2 separate regions of the Anas platyrhynchos genome follow, and region 2 is linked to region 1. The links are chromatin contacts, called in public Hi-C maps. All regions are on one chromosome and are shown on one strand. Each heading gives the region's core, a stretch centred on a gene start, on an enhancer-like site or on the middle of the called end of the contact. The rest is flanking DNA. Distances are from core to core; before and after follow the strand shown. Region 1 overlaps CD2AP (CD2 associated protein). Region 2 holds the start of CD2AP (CD2 associated protein).

Evidence for each region. Hi-C and Micro-C count contacts between places; a contact is called where the count stands out from the background.
Region 2: a contact with region 1 is called in a Hi-C map of small yellow follicle, with 3 times the contacts expected there. The contact joins the promoter of CD2AP here to the enhancer-like site in region 1. A contact is called at or near these places in 2 of 8 Hi-C or Micro-C datasets (skeletal muscle and small yellow follicle).

What each region holds. Positions count from the first base shown.
Region 1 is chr3:114,449,783-114,454,303 of IASCAAS_PekinDuck_T2T, reverse strand. It overlaps CD2AP (CD2 associated protein), which reads left to right. Exons shown (of 18, transcript XM_027455325.3): 8 at 550-641; 9 at 1,379-1,483; 10 at 3,005-3,041; 11 at 3,425-3,484. Among named protein-coding and RNA genes, the nearest start is that of CD2AP, 57 kb to the left of the region's middle. Within about 2 kb of position 2,088, at least 2 of the 8 cell types and tissues checked have an H3K27ac peak or open chromatin away from gene starts, as enhancers often do. A contact at or near this core is called in small yellow follicle, where this site is marked.
Region 2 is chr3:114,507,320-114,512,444 of IASCAAS_PekinDuck_T2T, reverse strand. It overlaps CD2AP (CD2 associated protein), which reads left to right and starts at 3,503. Exons shown (of 18, transcript XM_027455325.3): 1 at 3,503-3,699. The coding sequence starts at 3,696. It overlaps LOC140002044 (a long non-coding RNA gene), which reads right to left and starts at 3,290. Exons shown (of 3, transcript XR_011807901.1): 1 at 2,857-3,290; 2 at 2,651-2,779; 3 at 1,151-2,374.

The DNA of each region.
Region 1 (4,521 bases), core at 839-3,338:
TTGAGCTGTGGTTTCAAGTGGTTATATCCAAGGATTTCCTTTGCTTCAATTACTTGTTCTCATTGCAGAATTTCAGCAAATGTGCTGCTTGGGTATTTGAAGTTCCTGTAATTTTAAGTCACCATGAAACAATTATGTATATTTAATTAGGCTTATTATAAAAATCTCATATAAACTTGCAATAAAAATCATGAATCAGTCTTTCGTCTAAAGCAGCAGAACTGAAGGCAGTGGGGATTAGATATGTCAGATAAGCCGTTACAATTTTAAGTGAGCGGTCTGTTGGATAAAAATATTTTAGGGCATTATCCCCCTGACTCCATGAGGATTTATCTCCCGTTCTCTGTAAATATTGCTACGAACTTGATTTGCTCATGATGTGAATGACACAGTGAACACTTTGTAGAGCAGCATCAGATGGCTGGTCTGGAAGGGAAGGGTGATTACAGTATTAATTTCTGAGCTCTCCTTTTGGATAGCACAAGTAAGCTTTTATGAATTTTACTACCCGTGGTATGCAAATGTAGTAATTATGCTGTGTTGTTCCAGCCAAGGAATATTGCAGGACATTATTTTCCTATGAAGGCACAAATGACGAACTGAGTTTTAAAGAAGGCGAGATTATTCAAATTATCACTAAGGTAAGATGTTCAGTCCACTTTAACAACTTGTAACTTTTGTAAGTTATGCACACGTAAGTAGAATATAGACAGGAGAGTTTATTAGGTTGAATAAAGTATTTGCTAAAATATTTAAATAATTTCAGATGTTAACACACATACTTCTGTTATAAACAAACTAAAGTTTCTATCTAGTTAGATCATGTGATGGATTTCTATGTCACAGAATTAATAATTTGTTTTTTTCCCCTTATGTCTTAACTTGGTTATTTTTTCCTCAGAAGTGTATTCTGTCTTCTTTCTTCATGCTTTTCAGACTAGTGAGCCTGATCAGTTGCATCAGAATCACTTTTATGTAGTAGAATTGTGTGTTATTCCAACTACAGAAAGTATTTACTGAATGTGTTTCTAGTGGAGGAAGTTGAGAACATTAAATCTAGTGGAGGAAGTTGAGAACGTTAAATATTGTGCATTGAATCATAGCTGGTTTTACGTACTTTTCTTCCACTTGCAGATGTTAGCCTTGTATAAATGAGGAAATATAATTTCATATCCTGTATTTTAGAAAACAAAGTGACCAAACATAGTCTGATCTTTAGCTGTTTCCCCTTGCTAAGGTAGCTAAAGTATTCTTCTAAGTAATGCAATATTTTGGAAAAACAATTATATTGTGAGAAACAGCTACAGGAACAGCACTTTCAATCTATCTGTTCTGGGAAAAATAAGGATTGATCGAAATATCCTATTGTTTGTTTTAGGATACTGGAGAGCCAGGCTGGTGGAGAGGAGAACTCAATGGTAAAGAAGGAGTCTTCCCTGATAATTTTGCTGTTCAAATACACGAACATGATAAAGACTTCCCTGTAAGTTCCTATATATTTCATCTAGTGTCACAAAAACGAATTGACAGAAATGCAAGGAATAAAAGACTTCAGCACATACTGCTGCTTCAAATATTAATACAATTGTGTCAGCTTTTAACTCTGTCTCGAGGTAGCTATAACCAAGAAGGTCTAAAGGTTAAACTTATTTTTAAATATTTAATTGAAACCTGCCTTTTCAGATTAACTGTAATTAAAGAGGCTGATTAGGTCATATAGAAAAACATATAGTTCTGATACTGTGGTGATATGTGTAACTGATGATTGAATTAAACCCTAAATGTTTTGAAAGGAAGCAACCAGTCAGTTCTGTTTTATTCTGTTCTCTAAGTAAATATAAGAACAAAATACTGAATAACCCCTGGGGGACTCACTGGGATTTTTCTGTGTTATGACCTGCCAGTAGGTTGCAGCGTATAATCTTTGGATGGGATTTAGAAATAGTTTTTTTTTTTCTTTTTTTTTTCCTCCATTATCTCTTGTGTTGACTTAAAGAAATCCGTATTTTTATGTGGTACTCCTTGTTCTTGTAATTCTTAGTCCATGTTTTGTCAAGATTAGTATGATGTTTTGGTTCTGACAAGTGTGTGTACCAAAGATGGTCAAGTTAACACATGTACTTTAGTGGGAGTGCATTGGACTGAGCCCATACAACTTCAGCAATGTTTTTATAAACATCTGAGGGTTAGTAGACTTTTGTGACCGTTTTATCAGTGAGCATTGTCCTTGGTGCAACCACGTTAGATGGGTGTTCTAGAGCATTTTCATTAGCTGGACTCTGGAGGTGAGGTGGTTTGAGATGTGTCCCTTGAGGTAAGCCGTACCCTGTGATGGGGGAAATTCAAACTTATTTTTAACAGATCAAGGAAAACAATAAGTGGCTGCCTAGTACAGTAGGGTTATTGTCAACATACAAACTGTGACACCTTAATATTTTGCAAGTTTTTAATGGCTGGAGTAGTTCACGCATCTTTCTCCAGTATAAGACGAAGAAGCTCAGACGAGTGTTTTTCATATAAATGAAGTGCTTGTTGCGTAATTAAATAGTTTTCATGATATTTAGTTTAGAACTCTTGTTCAGTGAAAGTGACCTTTTTTGATTTTAAAATTTACCTGATTACTTTTTGATACTTCCGTTGTACTAACAAAGATTGGGGTTTACTTACTGAAATTAAAACGGGTGTGACTGGAGCAATTCCTTGGACTAGATAAGAAGTAATTCTTAATTTTTTTTTGCACCTCTTCTGTGTACTCTTGCTGCTGAAATGCTGATCTGAGATTTGAAGAAACTGTGCATTTTGTTCACATTTTTTTTAGCAGGTTGGCTGGGAAATACCAGATGAATTTTTCCAGTTCTATGTCTTTGCTTCCTGTCTGGGATTGCCATTTATGAAATGCTTTGAAAAGAGCTGTGAATAAGATGGACACTACCGTATGCAAAACAGAAAGCAAATGTGTTTCTGTGTTTTGATAATCTGTTTTGTTTATGTACTTATTTTACAGAAGCCAAAGAAACCTCCTCCTCCAGTTAAAGGTCCAGGTACGTAAAATATGCCTGCTGATAGGTGTCTGAGGAAGTATTGAACTTCAGAAACAGTGCATGTCTTCAAAAAAATTAAATAAATTCAGAAGTAGCTTTGTATTTCCTAGTAATGCAGCTGCCCTTAGTTAGAGGTTACCTTTTTATGCCTTATGTATTTTGCTGCTGCTATATATTTTCCCAAATTACGATGGAGACTACTTCAGACATCTTAATACGAGCCTACAGTTTGCTGGGCTGAAATGAATGTTTATAAATGGCATTACACTCCTTGCAAAGGGAAAAAAAATACGAACACAAATTGGTGTGTATCATATTTTTAGATAGTGACTAAGATAATTAAAGCTCTTTCAGAAATACCTATGATTTGGTTTTACACACAGCTCCTAAACCTGAATTGCCAGCTGGAGAGAAGAAATTCCCTTTGAGGACTGAAGAAAAAGGTGAGACCCGTTTACTTTATAGTGAATTTCAGGATATATTCCTAAAAGTAAGGTAATAAGTTTTAGTTTATCTGCTCTGTGTAATAGGTAGCATGCTTAGGAACATGAAAGCTTCTGAAAACTTTGTGTGATAAAGAACAGTCCTTCTCTGTGGTAGAAGAAATGATGCAGGAAAACATTCTCTTGTATTCTGTTGAAGGCTAGGCTGAATAATTAATTATATGCGGTCTCTTCTGGCCTTAACAGTTATTTTTTTAGATAGCAGTAGCGTTTTACTAGAAAAAATGTCCGTCTATCAGTGCAGTGTTTCACTGGTGAAAAATAACCATATTGATAATAGCAATCAAACTGATTAAGTAAGAAGTTTTAATATAATTATTTTTTAATTCAATAATTGAGCAGCTCTAATCTAAACCTATCCAACCATATATTTTTAATGCATATTAATCTTGCCTTTAATTGTAATCAAAAATTGACTGATCAAATATTTCTGTATTTACAGTAAAGGGTGCTTTTTGGTATCATGTAGTAATTTTGTCCAATATCAATGGCTAAGACTGGTATTTTTATTATGATTACTAAGTACTTATCTTTAGTCAACCCTTATTTCATTGTATAATAAAAGACGAAAAAGTGGCATGCCATTTTTACAGCAAAATTGACTGATTTCTGTGCTCATAAGGAATCTTGGCTTTGAGTATTACCTTCATCCACTTAACTCTGGACAGTTTTTATATTCAGATTTGAGTTGGAGCAACTAAAGTGAAACCTGACTGATGATAATTCAGTAATATAATTCGATGGCAGCATTTTTTGTCCTTCTTATGAACTTGCATGTTCTTACAAGTAATAATGCATAATTCTTGAATTCTTTCTCCTCTAAAATGTAAAGAACTGATCTCCAGTAATACTGCCACTAGGCATTTAGGAATTTAAGCCTTTTATATAGGATCAGTAGACAGAAGTGAGCCTCACGAACAGGGTGTTTTACACAGGAGAGTCAGCACCACCAAGCGGCAAAATTATGTACTGTCCTG
Region 2 (5,125 bases), core at 2,254-4,753, 57 kb before region 1:
AAACACAAACACATGCAAAGGTAAATGAAATAATAGAATTAATAGGCTGAAATGTTACTGCGCAACCTTAAATTTTACCCTCTTTGAAAATAGAAATTGTTACAGTTTTTATGTACAAAGCAAATGCTTCCTTCCTTCCTTCCTTCCTTCCTTCCTTCCTTCCTTCCTTCCTTCCTTCCATCCTTTGTTTTTCTTTCTCTCTCTCTCTCTCTCTCTTCCTCTTTCTCTCTTTTTCTTTCTTCCTTTCTCTCTTTCTTTCCTTTATTTCTCTCTCTTTCAAAACAGGCATATTGAACAGGCAAATTCAATCTCTAATGAGTATGAAATGAAGGGAAAGTACTGTGTGCATGCTGAATGAATATTTCCCACAATTTGTATTTTTGGAAATGAAATGCATCTGCTTCTTCTTCAAACCAGCAGAGGGAGTTTTCTCATCTAAATAGTTTTTTAACTTCTGAAAGAGAAAACTTTTTTTTCTTTTCTTTTCTTTTTGTAGTAATGTTATCTTACCTCATAAAAACTGTTACAGAAGATGAAAGGTGAAATTTTACAGTCAAGACTTTTTAACTCCTTAGTGCTAAAGGCTGTATGCTCCCATGCAATTTTTATGGGTATAGTTATGCAAGAAGTTGTTGTTATGATAAACGCAATAGTGTTAAAAGCATAAATCTGGACTGTTTGGGAAGAAACTATTTGGTTAAAGGGCAGTGCACAATTATTGCAGTACATGTGCTATTCAGATGGACATGGGACATTAACTTGATAGCAACTGACATGATTTTGTTCACAAAACAAACAAACAAAACAAAACAAAATAACAACAACAAGAACAACAACAAACAGTTCCTATAATTTCTTGCCCTTTAGGGAGAAGTTTTGAAAGTTTTAAGTTCAGGTTTCTTAATCTGGAAGCAATGCAGTAATTTTACGATTCCCACAGTGGCACAAAATATTTCAAGTGAAACGTTCACTGTAGCACTAGGAAGGGAGCCTATCATTATATATTCCTAGTTGTTTTTTGTTTGTTTGTTTTCTGTGAAGGAAAAAATAAACATCTCTAGTGATGACAGACCGTATCATTCTTATTTTATTTCATAAGTTTACATAACAACCTCTATGCAATGATCTTCCTTGTAAAATAAAATTATAGTAGTTACTATGTGTGTAATTAAATATTTTCTTGATCTGTGAATGTCACAACAATTCATCTCTCAAATGCAAGCAATACATTCTCTAATTCCACTAAACTCAACCACAAAGAATTTAAAATGCTCATCTTTCATTTGTTTCAAAAGTTTTGTTGACTAAATTCCACCTAGGATGAAAATAAGTGCAGTTATTTTGAGGAAACTTATTGCATTGGAAAATAATGTGAAACAAATATGTGTTTTTATGCATATTGAATTCCCCAGAGTCAGAATACTGGGGCTCTACATTCATCTTGAACTGAAAGAAAGGACTGAATAAAAAGCAAAAACTAGCTCTAGGTCTATCAATTTAACACCAAGACTGACAGCATAAATACCAATCATTTCATAATATCCATGTGAAAATGGCTAATTATCTGTTTTCAGCCTTTGTAAAAGTGGAAAGTGAGGAAAGAAATTCAGCGTAGGTGAATTAGGGTGTAATGATTGATAAATAAATACTGCTTAACAGTTGAACCGTGATAGCAGTTACTAGCTTAGCACAGATGTATTTTCCTCATATGTACCATAATTGCCAACTCACATAGGAACACTAAATATAGGCTCCTAATGCTGCTTTAAGTTACACGTGAGCAGACATGTAAAAACTTTTTTTTTGAAAAACTCACAGCTATGAAGTGTTGACAAACTCAGCGAAGCATGACCAGACACGTGCGAAGGGCCAGCTGTAGGCACTGGTGAAATAGAAAACTGCACCAGGCATTGGTGGATTGGGCAGAAAAGGAGACTTTTGGGCTCAGCAACCACAGCAGTTCCTTCAGCAGCCATCCCATTTCCTTCTCAGTGCTACTGGAAAGGAGACAGTCTGGAAACACAGGGCTGGCTAGATGCTGGTGAAGTATGGTCAGAGTAGCTGGGCTCTGAGTAAAATTCAGTTTTGTACTCAGGCAGCTAAGAGTTTTCAGGGTGATCCAAAGGAAAAAGTGACCCTTAAATTATTTGGAAAGTGCTTCCAGAAAGAAGGTTACACAGCACTTCTTCAACTCTCTGCAGAAGTGCACATTGCAAATATTTTATTTATCACCTCTTGTACAGTCACACCAAGCCTTGAGGCAGGTCTGAAAAAGTTAGAGATGGGATCAAATATGGGATCAAATTTACAATTCATCTTGTCCTTTATCCTTATTTAGCATGTAGTTCTTCAGAAGTGAAAAACAAACGTCCACCTAAAGAGAAGAGAGATGAGGATAATTCGCCACCATGAAAGTTATTTTCTAAATTTTTGTTGGAATTGACTTCAAACTCTAAGGATGACAACACTGCAACTTCTTCAGGGAAAATCTCACAATGACTTGTACATTTCCATTTCTGCCGTTGGAAGAAATGGAAGCACAGTCTGCATCAAAATAGGGTGAAGGAGATCAGACATCCTACTATGATATGCTACAGGCTTGTTTACACCCGTATACTCCACATTGTGCTTCAGTACTCATCTGACTCACTTTCTGCTTCTATGCCCCGAGGAAGATGCTAAGCAAGGGCTGACTCCTGGAAATACTTGGCATTCTTTTTAGGCTAATTTTGGCACCAGCTTGGCTCCAAGGGCTCTCGAGCCATTCACACAAGGATGTCTGTGGCAGGGAAGATGGAGAATATCAATTTCGGAGCCCTGCTGTGTTCTACTCCCTGATTTTCACCAAAACCACACCGTGTTTACTTGTCCTTTTGGCCTTGGGGTCACTGGTTTTTCTTTAAATCGGCTTAGCTCTAAGTAGTCGTTTTCACCCTTCCTGCACTTCCCGCAAAAAAACCCTAAACAGTGGCAGCCTGATGCCGTCGTGAATGCTTCTTTCTAGAAATACATCTTCTTCCCTCCTTTCTACAAAATCATCTTACTAAAAACAAACCGCCCTAAACCACTGCAAACCAATGCCCAATCCCACACACGCTCCAAGCTAAGAAAGGGGACTTTCACCCCCAAAAAGTGAGGAGCAGCCTGGGATGGGAGCGGGTGTACCCCCAGGGGGCTTGGAGGAAAGACCTCAGCCCTACGACCCCACAGCCTGCCCCTCGCTGTGCGTGTGGGTTGCCCAAAACCGCTGTTTTTTGGGGTAAGAACTGAGGCGAGGGGGGCGGGGGGAGAGTCTGTGTGGAGGGGAGGGCGGCGGTGACGTCACCCTGCCTGGCAACAGCGGGGAGGGCGGCGGTGACGTCACCCTGCCTGGCAACCGCAGCAAGCGTGGGGAGGAGATCTCGCGAGATTTGGCGCCCCCCCTCCCTCCCGCCGCGGGTGGGAGAGGGTGAGGGGGGGGGGCGGTGCCGCCTGTGGCGGAGCTCGCCTGAGGCGGGCAGCGGGGAAAGGGGGGGGGGGAAGGCGGCGACGGGACGGGACGGGACGGGACGGGACGGGTCTGATTCGCCCCCCCCGGCCCCGAAGCAGCCCCACAGCGCCCTCAGCGGCCCGCATGGAGCCGCCGTGCCCGGTTTGAGCGAGTACGGCGGGACCCGCAGCCGCCGAGCCCCGCTGGGCGGGCGGGCGGGCGCAGCATGGGTGAGCGAGGCTGAGCGGGTAAAGGGGGGGGGGGGACACACGATTCGTCTGGGGAGGTTTTGGGATTTACAACCCCAAATAAAGGGGAGAGGAGCTCGCTGGAGATGGGTGAGGTGCAAACGTGTCGGGGCGAGCCGGCGGAGAGGTGGGTTTGTGTGGGGCTGGGTCGGCGGCAGGTGGGAGAAGGAGCGGCTTTTGGGCTCGGGGGGGGCTCTGAGGGAGTCCTGGGGGGGCTGTGAGGGGAGTAGAGGGGTCCTGAGTGGTCCTAGGTGGGTCCTGAGGGAACGGGGGTGTCTTGAGGCGTCTCTGGGGGGCTCTGAGGGGAACGGGGGGGTCCTGAGGGGAGTCTGGGGTACGGGGGGGCTCTGAGGGGAGCTGGGGGGTTTTGGGGGGGATCTGAGGGGAACAGGGGGTCCTGAGGGGAATGGGAGGTCTCTGAGGGGAGCGGAGGGGCCCTGAGGGGAGCCTGTGGTCCTGGCGGGTTCCTCAGGAGGACTCTGAGGGGAACGGGGTCCCTGGGGAAATCATGAGGGAAATGGGGTTTCCTGAGGGAAATGGGGGCTGTGGAGCCACAGAGTCCCGCATTGCCACCGGCTGCTCGGTGGAGGAAGCAGGAGAAGAGTAAAAGCGGCTCTGGTCAAACCCAGCCGCTCCGAGGTGGTAGGGTTTTGTTGTTCTGTTTTCCCCCCCCAGCTAGGTTTCAGCTTCACCCATTTTTCCACCAAGGTGTTCGTTAAAAAAAAAACAACAAAGGTGCAGCTGCTTGAGATAGCTGTATTTTTATAATGTGCCAGATCAGGTTTGTGCTGGAAACAATCGGCTGCGCTCGGCCGAACCCATAACTTAACAGTGTTTGCACAGGGACAAATGAAGGGGTGTTTTAAATGCTGCTCATCAGGCTCCTATATTTTTATTCCAACACCCCCCAATTTCCATTGTGTATCGTCTCTGTCTCGGTTACCCTCATTTATATGACATTAATTGCTCACTGCACTGCCCTGTACGATTTTAGCCGCTGAATGTTCTTGTGGGGTTGTGCACGGTGGTAGCTTGCTTGTTTTGTGCCGGAGGCGTGTGTGTACGTCGGCTGCTGCGTGCAAGTCTGCCACATTGACGAGCACGGTTTAAGCTTTTTTAAGTGGAAGCAAAGCTGTTTTTGCCTAGCTTTTCTTCCTCCTCCTTGTGTATAAATAGAGGGGAAGAAGTGCATGGCGTGTGAATCAAATGTGTGGTTAGTGAAGCGATACGCGCTTCTCCTGACTTGTGTTTCTTGGGATTATAAGGAAGTGATTTCATTTATTTTCTATTGCAAAGTAATTTGTATTGAAAGCATGCTTAAAATGAGGTCTGAAAATATAAAATGAGATTGTTATTGCAGGCTCTGACATAAGCAGAGCTTTAATAAATCACTTTTTCATGGTTCAGA